3 separate regions of the Mus musculus genome follow, and all the other regions are linked to region 1. A link is a contact called in public promoter capture Hi-C data. All regions are on one chromosome and are shown on one strand. Each heading gives the region's core, a stretch centred on a gene start, on an enhancer-like site or on the middle of the called end of the contact. The rest is flanking DNA. Distances are from core to core; before and after follow the strand shown.

Evidence for each region. Capture Hi-C pulls out chosen DNA fragments and counts their contacts.
Region 2: a promoter capture Hi-C map of adipose tissue shows a contact between it and region 1. The contact joins two enhancer-like sites. A contact is called at or near these places in 4 of 9 other capture datasets (adipose tissue, embryonic stem cells, liver and 1 more).
Region 3: a promoter capture Hi-C map of adipose tissue shows a contact between it and region 1. The contact joins two enhancer-like sites. A contact is called at or near these places in 1 of 39 promoter capture datasets (macrophages) and 3 of 9 other capture datasets (adipose tissue, liver and pancreatic islet).

What each region holds. Positions count from the first base shown.
Region 1 is chr12:100,951,021-100,955,137 of GRCm38.p6, forward strand. Ccdc88c (coiled-coil domain containing 88C) reads right to left here. Exons shown (of 30, transcript NM_026681.5): 11 at 3,144-3,290; 12 at 2,267-2,411. Among named protein-coding and RNA genes, the nearest start is that of A630072L19Rik, 15 kb to the left of the region's middle. Within about 2 kb of position 1,696, at least 38 of the 459 cell types and tissues checked have an H3K27ac peak or open chromatin away from gene starts, as enhancers often do. A contact at or near this core is called in adipose tissue, where this site is marked.
Region 2 is chr12:100,864,810-100,868,926 of GRCm38.p6, forward strand. It overlaps Dglucy (D-glutamate cyclase), which reads left to right. Exons shown (of 13, transcript NM_145448.5): 12 at 2,295-2,446. Among named protein-coding and RNA genes, the nearest start is that of Gm36572, 27 kb to the right of the region's middle. Within about 2 kb of position 1,847, at least 16 of the 459 cell types and tissues checked have an H3K27ac peak or open chromatin away from gene starts, as enhancers often do. A contact at or near this core is called in adipose tissue, where this site is marked.
Region 3 is chr12:100,881,242-100,885,358 of GRCm38.p6, forward strand. All of the region lies in intron 2 of Gpr68 (G protein-coupled receptor 68), which reads right to left. Among named protein-coding and RNA genes, the nearest start is that of Gm36572, 10 kb to the right of the region's middle. Within about 2 kb of position 2,135, at least 68 of the 459 cell types and tissues checked have an H3K27ac peak or open chromatin away from gene starts, as enhancers often do. A contact at or near this core is called in adipose tissue, where this site is marked.

The DNA of each region.
Region 1 (4,117 bases), core at 446-2,945:
AGTTCACTAACTCAACCTGTGGCCATTTGGACATATTTCTGCAACATATGTGTGGAGGTCATTTTGATAATGGTGAAATCTATATAAATTTACCATTTTATATGTTTTTAATATTTTAGTGTGTGTGCGCGCACGCACGTGGACACAGAGGACAAGTTGTAGGAGTTGCCTCTCTTCCTAGGCATCGAATTCAGGTTATCAGGCTTGGCAGCACACAGCTTTACCTGCTGAGCTGTCTCACTGGCCTCATGTTCGGCATTTTTAAAGGTTCACCACCACGGCACTAGGGACATGCACGGCTTGGCCACCATCAGCAGGGTCCATCTTTCTCATTCTTCCATACCGAGACTTGGGACAGAATAATATTCACGTTCCTACAGCTTAACAACGGTACCAATAGCAAGTGGCTTGCCACTAACTAAAGCAAGCTCCACGCTGAGCACAAAGGCTTACTCATCAGACCACCCAGCAACCAAGACTCACAACAACATAAATGAGGCCAGGTAAGGCTAAAGCCTGTCTCCTCACATGTCCACTCGGCATGATGATGCAAGCTACAGTTTAAGGGCTTGGTATCACTCCAGGTTACTCGGCTAACAAGCACGAAACCTGCTCCTTAGGCCAGGCCTTTCCAAGTCTTTCTGAGAGGCCATAGGCGCTGCTCAGTGGTAAGGGGTGCGCTCAGTATGTTCGAGGCACTGACTTCAATCCTCCATCCAAGAAGAACAATCTGAAACATTAGAGGCAGGCACAGCTCAACCCTAGCTATTCAGGAGAATGGGGCAGGAGATCACCTGAGCCCAGGAGTTTGAAGCCTGTCTGGGCAGCATAGTGAGACTAACCAACACTATCATTAAGAATAAGTCACTAGCCCAGAGAGACGGCTCAGCAGTTAGGAGCACTGGCTGTTCTTGAGGACCTGCGTTCAGTTCGCAACACTCACATGGCAGCTCATAGTCGTAGCTCCAGTTCCAAGAGATCCAAGACCCTCTAGACTATATACGTGGCCAAAACAAACACATAAGTCATGTGACCAGTGAGTCAAAAGGCATGGATGTCACACAACCTGATGACCTGGGTCTGAGCCCAGCACCACATGGTGAAGGAAGAACCAATTCCCACAAATTCTCCTGACTTCCGCATACGCATACACATATAAATAAATGAAATTTTATAACAATAATAATAGAATAAATAAAACATGTCCATGTCTGAACCTTAACGGGTTCATAAACTATACCAAGCAGTGTGAACTGTTCGGGCCTTTGAAGCAGGCCCTGAGGGTGTGAACTGCTTCTCCAGCCCACCAGGGGGCAGACTTGAAACTTCACAGGAGAGACAATGCTTTTCCCACCCGGTGTGGCTCCCAGTCGCCTCACTCAGCTCAGTACACAGGCACCAAAGCAGACACAACTCAGTGTCCACAGACACAAGTTAACTCAATCCTTTCAAGTTCAGAGCTGGTAAGAGCACTGGAAGAAATAACCTTGGCAGTATTCTCAGGGACCTTTTATCAGCATCTTTCAAACCTACAATAAGCCAACCGCCCCCACCGGCTCTCTAAAGTGCTAAGTCAACACTAACTTGCCATCGGGTGCATGGGAAAGGTGAACAAGGCTATTTTCAAACACAGGAATTGGCTTATTGTTTGTTGGGCTCTGGAGCTTCCTGCTGCAGTGCTGACTGGGGTCCCACACCCTTCCCATAATGGACACCTTATCTCAGGGTACCAGCAGAGGGCAGCAGCACTTGCCAGGAAGGAGGACTCCCCCCCCCCCCCCCCCCAGCAGGGAAGATCCATAAAGAGCCTGGGACTGGGGAGCAGCCGCCACCACTTAGCATTGCCACCAGGGAGATGGGATAAGCAGCAGCCATCCTGCCCAATTATGTAAATGAACAGCGCAAATAATGTCCGGGGTACATTTATAATAAGGATTAGTGACCACTGGGGACACTTCCTGGTGTCAGGGCTTTCTGTCATCGCGAAGAGAGCTGTGATCTGGAAGCTCCTGAGAGTGCATATGGGAAACCAAGAAATCCCAACACTTCATTTGTAGTTTACTTCCAGACATTGGGGCTGCCAGGCCACTTACATTTCCCCTGGGGAGAGCTATAATGAAACAGCTCCAAATGGCACTTGAGGAAATCACATTTAGTTGTGTAAATGTGGGTGGGTTGCTAGGAAGACTCGGAGCCAAAGGCTCAGCTCCGGGGTAAGCAGCAGTGGCTGAGACGGGGCTGGACCCCGGGCACAGGCGCTGCCTACCGTCGGACAAGTCTGCGTTCTTGGACAGCTGCTCCAGTTCCCAGCCAAGGTGGGCCGACTCTTTCATGCTCTGCTTCTGAGCCATCTCCAGAACCATGTATTCTTCCAGCAGCTTCTCAATTTGTTTCTTGTCTGCATCCCGATCCTAGGGCAGAAAGAGGGAAAAGTGTGAGGACGGGTCTGACTGGCCTCAGACGCGCAGTATCTCCTCTCTCCTCTGCAGGTGACAGCATGCTTCCTGCCAGACAGAGAGAGAGCTATAACATTTCTACTTAGGTCAAGAAGGAAGTCCTGGAGCCGGGCGTGGTGGCACACGCCTTTAATCCCAGCACTTGGGAGGCAGAGGCAGGTGGATTTCTGAGTTCGAGGCCAGCCTGGTCTACAGAGTGAGTTCCAGGACAGCCAGGGCTATACAGAGACACCCTGTCTCAAAAAACCAAAAAAAAAAAAAAGGAAGTCTGAGGTCTCAGTGAACACTCTCTGAGCATAGGGACACAAGGAACACTGTGCTGAGACAGGCGCTCTGGTGATGGGTACTTGTTGGTTCTAAGTAGGTCTCTGCAGCTTCAAGTGCTGTGATAGGTATGGCATGCCAATGCTCAACATGAGAGCCACTGAGGACCCCTTGAAAAGGACACACCTGTGTTCACCCTTGCAGAAGAGTGGTTACTTTTGCAGAGGCAACATAAAAGTCAGGTCCCACAAGTGTCAAGGACAGTTAAGTGCCCACTCAAGCCACTGAGATAGTAGGTGCTTCTTTCAGTCAACAAGCTGCAGCTGACACATCAGAAGAGCCTGCCCTTTCCCACATGCCCTGCCTCCACCGATAGTCCCGCCCCTCCCCCAACGCCACCCATTGCACCCTGCCCGTTAATACCAGTTCCAAGTCATGGAGTTTAGATTTTAGCTGTAGGTTCTCTTTCTCCAGCTCGTGGACTTTATCACTGCGAGCCCGGGAGGCAGTCAGTTGTTCCTCCAACATGGCTTTGGTCTCGATTAAGATGATATTGTCTTCCCTCAGCTCCTAAGGAAGAGCAAACCCAACAGGAGAGCCATCAGATAAAAGGCCAGGGTCACGACCGACCGACCACAGGACTTCTAAACAAAGCACTTTCAGGACCCTGGAGCCAAGCAGCCAGCCCAGGAACACTCGGCAGGATGCCCTGAGTTCAGTTCTTGTCACCCTCACCTGTGCCCTGGAGGCCAGGCATGTGGGCTCTCAAAGAAAAATTCAAGACTCGAAAAAATATTCAGTGGTTCTGGGGTGTGCATCAGTGGTAAGGTGATTGCCTCATATGCACAAGGTCCTGGGTTTGCTCCTGAGTACAGTAAACAAGGGACGGATGGCTTTGAAAAGGCAACCCTTCCTTGAGGTCTTCCACAAGCCAGATGATCCTACACTTGGAACCCAGTGGGAAAGTGGACTCTGGTGACAGTGCCTCAGTTTCCTTTAAAAAGGGGGAATGGGGTGGCTGAGAGTCCACAGAGGGGAGGGAGCCCAGGACTAAGGCAGATCCTCTCAATTCAGGATTTATGCCAGATAAGGAAGTCTTTACAATGGCCCTGTCCCAGCAGAGCAGGGCAGGCAGATATGAACCCCACAGTCAGGTGCGTCGGAGACTGTGGCTTCTGCTAGCAGCACAGAAAGAGGCCAGCCTGTGTGACATGCCTGTCAGACCTTGTCTGAGCTTCTCAAATCCCACAAGTCCTTCCCAGCAATGCTTAGTATCCTCAGTGTGTGTGAGGTATGCATGTGTGTGTCCAGGATGGACAGACAGACTTGCATTACCTCTCACATGCCTTCATGGCTTATAAAGTATGCACACCAGGAACTGCCACCTTCCTTGGTGG
Region 2 (4,117 bases), core at 597-3,096, 86 kb before region 1:
AGACCATAGAAACTAGAATTTCTCTTCCCCAGAGTGAGAATATACTCCCATTTTAGGCAGCCACAAAGAAATTCTCCAATCTACCCTTGTCTGATAGATCATAAGACCATCCAGGTCCGGAGAGTCCTGTTCCCCACCCAGTAAGAAGGATGCTGCACAGAGAGGCAAAGAAGAGGCCAAGAAAGCTGGTTTTGCTTTCCACTCTGTCTGCTAACACAGCTCTCCACCAAAGCCCAAAAGAGTTCAGAGAGCTCCCAGGTGGCCAGACACATGCTGTTCCTGGAGGACAGAGCAACCAGAGCAAGCACCAGGCCCATTTCTGTGTGCCTTACCAGTACATTTTTTTCATCTAGATCTTTCATAACATCCTCTGTAATAAAACAGCCTTCCCCTGTGGCTGTTGAAGCAAGGTAATTAAATCCAATATGAGCTTTCAGGAACCCTCACAGTCAGTCAGAGGCTATGATGAGCAACCTGGGGTTCAACATTGGAATCAAAAGAGGAGGAGGCAGTCTTAGAGACCAAGACCTCTGGCAAGCCCATGGGCTCTGACATTGAGGTGCAACTGAACTGGATTGGAGCACACTTGGGTTAGCTATCTGCTGCTATAAAACTGTGAGATTCCTGGCAGAGAGAGACCCCCACACCCTCAGTGGTCACATTACCCTCTCTGTTGCTGGTGTGAGAACAGGGAAGGATCCATCTGGTGTTTTAATAATATATTCATGTCACGTAGATTTTAACACAATTAAAAAACTTTAAAAAATCATTTTTTAAAAGAAAAAGGAATGTGAGCTCTGAAGGGAATAGCTTGAATTACATCATATGTCTACAACTCACTCGCTGTGTGATCTTTTCCCTTCTGTGTCTGTTTCTGAGTTGCTCACATGTAGACAATGATGCTATGCCTCGTTGGTTTGCTTTAAGGACTCCAGGAGCTAAGACACACAAGCCATCTGCAGCAGGATGGCAGACTAGATTATTCAACCAAAGCAAGAATCGCTTTTCCCTTGAGTGTTCTGTTGATGACGCAGCCCCCACGATTTGTATAGCCCTGACAAGCCAGCTGATGACAGCTGTAAGACGCGACCAGAGACATAGACATCTACCAGTGTCAGAGATTCGAGTGTAACTATGATATAGTAGTCTTCCTTGGCCGTGTTTGGCTGTATCCCTTTGTACTCCCTGGGGTTTGTGTTTGTACGTTTGCTTACCTGGCTCCTCCCACTGCACAGCTCCACTCTCTCTCCAGTTGAATTCTACCCAGATCATAAAATTCACATCCAATGACTCTTTTCTGTGACTTTTTCCTGAACCAAACAGAGTAACTGGTCTCTCTTCTAGTGACCCCAGAATCCTTTGCAAGCATCTCATTGATGATCGTCTTACCCTGAGGCTGGCTATGTGCACACCTCTCTCCTCCATCTGATGATCCTCTTCCTTTAAAAGAGATAGTTATCTATTTGTGTGTGCATCTGTGCGAGCGAGCGAGCGAGCGTGTGTGTGTGTGTGTGTGTGTGTGTGTGTGTGTGTGTGTGTAAGTCAGAGGACAACTTGCAGGAATCAGTTCTCTCCTTCCACTGTATAGGTCCTGGGGACTGAACTTGGGTCACCAAACTTGACAGCTAGAGTTTTTACCCACTGAGCTGTCTTATCCTCCTTTCTTCCTTAATGATGCAGAGCCTAGAGCTTAACAGCCCCCATCAGTCTTTGACAGGACTGAGAACTCAAACAGGTGTCAGAGAATAGACAAAATAGACTCTGCTGTGGGAAATGAGCCCTGGGGCCTGGCTGGCAGACTAGGGAGGTCGGTCTGAGGGTGAGTTAGGGATGGTCTTCTGCACAGAGAAATGGCAAGCCTCAATTGGCAGGCTGTCTGCTCTATGCCTCAGGGGACAGGCTTCTGTGTAGCCTAGGGGTTGAGAGCAGCCCTTGGGCAGTGCTTTCATGTTGGGAATTCTGGAATGGCTTTCTGTGAGAAGTGGCTTTTCCTCTAACAGTCATTAACGTGGGACAGCCCTAATAGCTTCAAGCAATGGTTCTCAAACTTTTTCTTGAATCAAGTATACCTACAGGGCTCCCTAAAACTTATCCGCACCCCAGCAATCTTGCAGAAATTCTGATCTAGGAGGTCTGGGCTGAGGCCCAAGAACTTGCAGCAAGTCCCTAGGTCATCCTGGTGCCTGCTCTTTCTGCCAGTGCTCTGAGGTGACACCGGTTGCTTGGAGGCAGACCAGTGGAGCCCAGGATCTTTACAGTTCTGTGATGGAACATTTTTTCCTTTTGCATTCTAGGTGTTTCTAACTGGGGAGGCTACGCCCTGGCCTGTGCACTGTATATTCTGAACTCATGTCAAGTCCATGAGCGCTACCTGAGGAGGGCAACTGGACCTTCCAGGAGAGCTGGGGAACAGAGCTGGATCCAGGCCCTGCCATCTGTCGCTAAGGTAATACACTCCAGCAAGCCGCTGGCCAAGATACAACTTCCTTGCTGAATGAGAACTAATCAGGCCTGAGCGCTCCAAGCCACAACCACCGTGCTATCCAAAGCTAGCCTAGAGGGAATGTCTCCCTGCGGGGCCAGTCTGAGCCACAGATTCAGACAATCCTTGGTTGGATCTACCTCAGGTCTTATGTAAGACCTGTTCAGCGAGATCCTTTCCTTTCTAGTTTGACTTTCAGCAACTTGCTTTTCCCTCTCAGAGACTGAGTCTTTGTAAAGTGTCATCTAATGACAGTCAGCACTGTCATAAGAAAGAAACGCTTGATCCATGGAAGCCAGCATCCAGGTTCTGGTCAGGAGTGGGGGTCAGAGTCCTTACTGTCCTGGTCACACAAGTGACGACTCAGACAGAAAATTGAGATGTCTCCCAGCCAGCCAAAGGCTGGTGCTCTGACCCCCTCCTCCCATTGCAGAAATCCCCCATATTTAGAGGGCCTTATAGCTGCTTTTCTTTTTCTTCATGATGTTTTATGCAGTCCCTCTGGCCTCTTTCCTGGTGAATTTGGAACCTCTCTGGCTTGGTATTATTCTTTCCATAGAGGGAGCTGGTGGGCTCTAGGTGGTAGTCTTGCCAAGACCACCAATAAGAGACAGAGCTAAAATAGGAGTTAGAGTCTCTCTGATCCAGACTTGGGGCTTGCCTCGGGTGGCTGAGAAGTGTCTCAGCTCCTGAGAATGCTGAGGGCTGTGGGAGAGGTGGGTGTGAGACCCAAGTGACATTTTCATGGGGGAAATGGTCTAGTCTTCCCTGGGCGACCCAGAGGGCTAGCTGTTTTTTCTTTTTGCTTCCTGGATTTGAACTGGAAAACATGGAAAGGGAGGGGGCACCCTCCCCCATGACTCCTGATTCACACAGACACAAAGTGTGAACCCGCCCAGCCAGCTCCACACTCAGCCTCCAGGGATGGAAACATTCTCCTCCTGGCATGGATACCCACCCTTTCAGAAGTGTATTAACAATGCCCTGTTCTCGAGGAGGAAATGGAAAGGCATGTTTTTAAAGCAGAGCCACATTGGCTGAACCCCTCCTGGGGGCCAGACCCAGGCTTGTTCTGGGAAACAATGAGCAGTCAGATGGGGCCCCTGGAGAAGGAGCCTGGGCAGGGAACACAGTGACGCAGGAGCCCAGATGGAAGTTCTCCACCACCCCCTCAGTTTGGGCTGAAATCCTGGCTCAAGCAAACCTTGCCTCAACTTCCACTTCCTAAGTTCCTAGATCTATAGGTACTCCCAGCTTCCAAACTTACTTTTGTTTTAAAAAAGAAAATCTAATTTGCTTTAAAAAAATCATTTTCCAGAGACATCAGCCCACCATGATCCAGAGTGAATGAGTAGGTCACCTCACACACTCTGTCTCTAAGTCCAGAAGTTGCCCTGGGGCCTCTTTCCCCATCCACCTTGACTCCATCCTCAAGGCCTGCCCACCATGCCTCACTTCAGTCCTCCTTCCACTCTCCTGTCTCACTGACTGCCGCAGCAGCCCGGCCAGGACTGCAGCCTTCAGCTCTGCTTCAGCCCCGGAGGAGCTACCCGCTCCACTTGGTCTTGTAGAACATGGTGTGGTCCTTCCTGGAAATTCGCTGGGAACGGCAGTTGGTCCATTTGGTCCCTCTGG
Region 3 (4,117 bases), core at 885-3,384, 69 kb before region 1:
GAAGAGACCCAGAGAAATCTGCACCCCACATTTCCAGTCCCAAGGTGCCTAAGGACTAACATGGTGAGTTTCTCTTTAGTCATTCTCAGCCTTGTAGATAACTATGCACAGTCACCTGCTCTCACCTGTGGTTCCACATCCCTGATCTCAGCCACCCAAGGTTAACTGTGATTGAGAGAAAAAAAGGATAGGGGGGGCGTAGCACACTAAGGTATTTTGAACTTAAGAAACTAAGCCAGGCAGTTACAGTGCCATCTTGAAGTACAGAGCAAGAGCCAGTCACTTAAACAATGATAAACAAATACCACCAACCACATATGTTACACACACACACACACACATACACACATTTATAGGTAGTGGAACATATCCACACATCTGTAATCTCAATAATTAGAGGTGGAGGCAGGAGGATTGCTGAGAGTTCAAGACCAGCCTGGGCCCACAAACTGGTATCAGCTCTCCAACCTTGCCTGCCACCCCCACCTTGAGGACACAGGACTTGCCTTCTGTCCTCAGATAGTAAAATTCTGTCTAAAAACAAAATGACATTTTGAAGGGAAAAAACCATATTCACATAAATTCATTGCAGTATACTCTTGTAATTATTCTACTTTATTACTAGTTGTTGCCCACGTCCTCCTATGTCTAATATACAAATTAAACTATCGTGTGTATAGGTTCATACGTGTTTGATAACTCATGGTGTAAATAGAAGTCAGTTCTACACATCTGTGGTTTTCGGCATCTGCTGGGGGTGTTGGATATGTGCCCTTAGGATAAGGTAGACCACAGTGTAATCACTTTTCCTGGATAAAGGGACCAGAATTCTCCTTAGTTTTTAAATGAGCAGGGGATGGGTCTGGTCCAAAGCCACCCTTTCTGTCACCTGGATTCCAACTCCCTCTAACTCATACAAGAAGCCCAGCCCCCTCCTCCACGCAAGCTCTTCCCTCCTCTCATCCCAGCCAACTTCTTCTTTCCTCAAAGAAGCACCTCCAGATCCTCTCCGCCCTCTGCCCTAGCTCTCCTCTCCACCTCATCTCTGCCTCTACTCAACCCCATCCCAGACCTCCCACCCAGGCCCACGCCAGTCATCGCCAGCCTCTGGAGAAGCATCCCAAATCATTCCTTGCTCTACACACTTGGAAGCACCTAGACTAAACACCAAGACTTTCTCACACCTAGACTAAAATCCAAGCACCCTTGCCGGATCCACGAGGCCCACAAACTGGTATCAACTCCCCAACCTTGCCTGCCACCCAGGCACAGGACTTGCCTTCTGTCCTCAGTCCCTTCACCTGGATCTTGCCTAGTCACTCCTTCCCAAAGTTTGACTCACTATGGCACCGCCCACCACAGTACCTGCTCCTTCTCTTCTAGAGATATGGTAACTGTCATTTCCTGGAAAGACCTTCCCTGGCACCCACCTTGACTCCCCTGCCCTTGCAGTGTGGACTGGTTAGGGGCTTCTTAGAAGACTAGGAAGGGTCATTTCTCGTTTTTTTTTTCAGGTAATAATAGTGGGGTTCAAAAGGGGAGACTTGGACCAGTGAGATGGCTCAACTTGCAAAGGCAAGCATGACGACCTGAGTTTAAGCCCCTTGGCCCAAATGGTGGAAGGAGAGACTGGAGTCCCACAGTTATCCTCTGACTTTCACACACATGCCATAAGTGTTAGTATCAGAGTTCAGATACCCCAGAGCACATGTGAATGACAGGTGAGCATGGCAAACCACCTGTAATTCTAGTCTTGAATAGCAGAGATAGAAGGTGCCAAGAACAAGCGGGCCAGCCATTTCAGGGGGCCCTGTGTTGGATTTAGAGGAAGATGGCTGGAGATGACTCCTGGCATCAATATTGGGGCTCCACACGCAGATAGCACACACATGAACACACAGAGAGACATACATACACACATGCACACAGATACACACATGCATACATAAATACACACACATGCATACATACACACACACACACCACATGAAATTGGAGAGAAAAGAGGGTGAGGAGCACAGGCTTCAGGATCCCACAGACCAGAACAGACAAAGCCTCCGTCTTGAAACATGTCCTGTCAGGTCTTGGAAATTCCCTGATAGTCACCAGGCCCCACTCTGTTGTTTACTAGTGGTGAGTGTATGGACGTGTGGGGTAGGGCGGGGTGAGGTTTATAGCTTCCTTTTTCCTACGCCAGCAGTAAGCTACTTCTTGCAACCAAAGTCAGAAATGTTCAAGCCTGCGTAGCCAAGAAGCAGCACCGACTACAGTTAGGCTGAGGCACCTCCCACGTTCACTTTGGATCAAAAAGAACAACAGTTCTTGAACTGTCTGCATTGGAATCCACTGGAGGTTTTAAAACATTGCAGAGACTCCTATTCCAGAGTTTCCAAACTGGCTGAGTCTGAGAAAGGTACTTTAAAAACTTCCATCTCACACAAGCTCCTAGGAGATGCTGGAGATGCAGGTTTGCTGGACCATGGGTCACACCTTTAGAGTAGTGAGGCACCAGAAGAAGCATCTAGAAGGTCATGGGCTCAGATTCTGAGCAAAACCTCCTTTTGTGAGTCCCTGAAGCAGGGAGCAGAGGTACTTGGAAGGCACTTAAAACCCAGCGGGAACTTTGGGCAGAACAAGGGCACAGGTCCTGGGCATTTCTAGGCTGCTTCTGCTTCTTCCAGTGGCCCTCATGGGTGGTGACTGCGAGTGTCCCTTTAGCTTGCAAAATGTTTACTATATTAAGGTTCCACTCTGTACTCTGCTCCACCTTCACAACCCTGTTTGTTGTTTGGTTTCTTTCTCTCTTTCTCTCTTTCTTTCTCTCTCTCTCTCTTTCTCTCTTTCTCCCTCCCTCCCTCCTTCCCTCCCTCCCTCCCTCCCTCCCTCCCTCCCTCCCTCCCTTCCTTCCTTCCTTCCCTCCCTCCTTCCCTTCCTTCCTTCCTTCCTTCCTTCCTTCCTTCCTTCCTTCCTTCCTTCCTTCTTTCTTTTTAGACATAAGGTCCAAAGAGACAGTTTGCCCAACAGTCCAGTACCTCCAGGATTCCTGGAGCAGGTATTTGTGAAACATGCAATGTTCACAGGCCAGGGTACATGCATGGGAGACTTAAATAAAATGAGAAGGTGCTCCCACCCCCAGCAAACCTCCATGCCCAGAAGTCAGGAAGGCCACACACACTAATCACTGCCAAGAGAGGCAGTGTCTGGTGGATGCAAGGGTGTCTCTTCACCCCTGTCATATTCAGTGTCTGCTCACTCTTGTTATTCCAGGCATGCTTTCCATGATTCCAACCCCATTGCACACTGATGGCTCCCGTTGCTCTCCCAAGGCTGGAGGCTGCACAAACCACTCCTGCCGTGCCACAGGACATGCTCAGTGGGGTCCAGACTTGGTACAACATTTTGTCCACTAACCTGTCCTTAGAAAAGATGTCCCCCCTTGCCCAGTGATTCACCATGAATGGGTGGCCTTTGGCTTTCCCCATCATCTTTCACTTAAGTGAACTGCCAACTTGTAGAATTTTCTTTTTTTTTTTTTTTAAAGATTTATTTATTTATTATATGTAAGTACACTGTAGCTGTCTTCAGACACCCCAGAAGAGGGCGTCAGATCTTGTTACAGATGGTTGTTAGCCACCATGTGGTTGCTGGGATTTGAACTCCGGACCTTCGGAAGAGCAGTCGGGTGCTCTTACCCACTGAGCCACCTCACCAGCCCTAGAATTTTCAACTAAGTGTTTGAAAGTATCTCTCTTTTCTTCCTTTCTCTCACCAGGCTTGATCAAGACTTCTTTCCTGAAGTCAGTGCAACTGCCTTAAGTCAGGCTCAAGTCTTCAAGTTACTACCAAAAGCCATTTTCCAAACCACAAATCTAATCAAGTAAAAAAAAAATGGCTGTTCAACCACTCACTCACTCACTCACTCGCTCGCTCACTCACTCATCTATCCCCTATCATCCCACACCCATTATCCACCCATCTGTCCATCCATCCATCCATCCATCCATCCGTCTATCATGTATACATCCAACAATCATTCATCTCTATCCATCATCCATCCATCTATCCATCCACCAATCAATCATCCATCCATGTATCCATCCATTCATCATGCATCCAT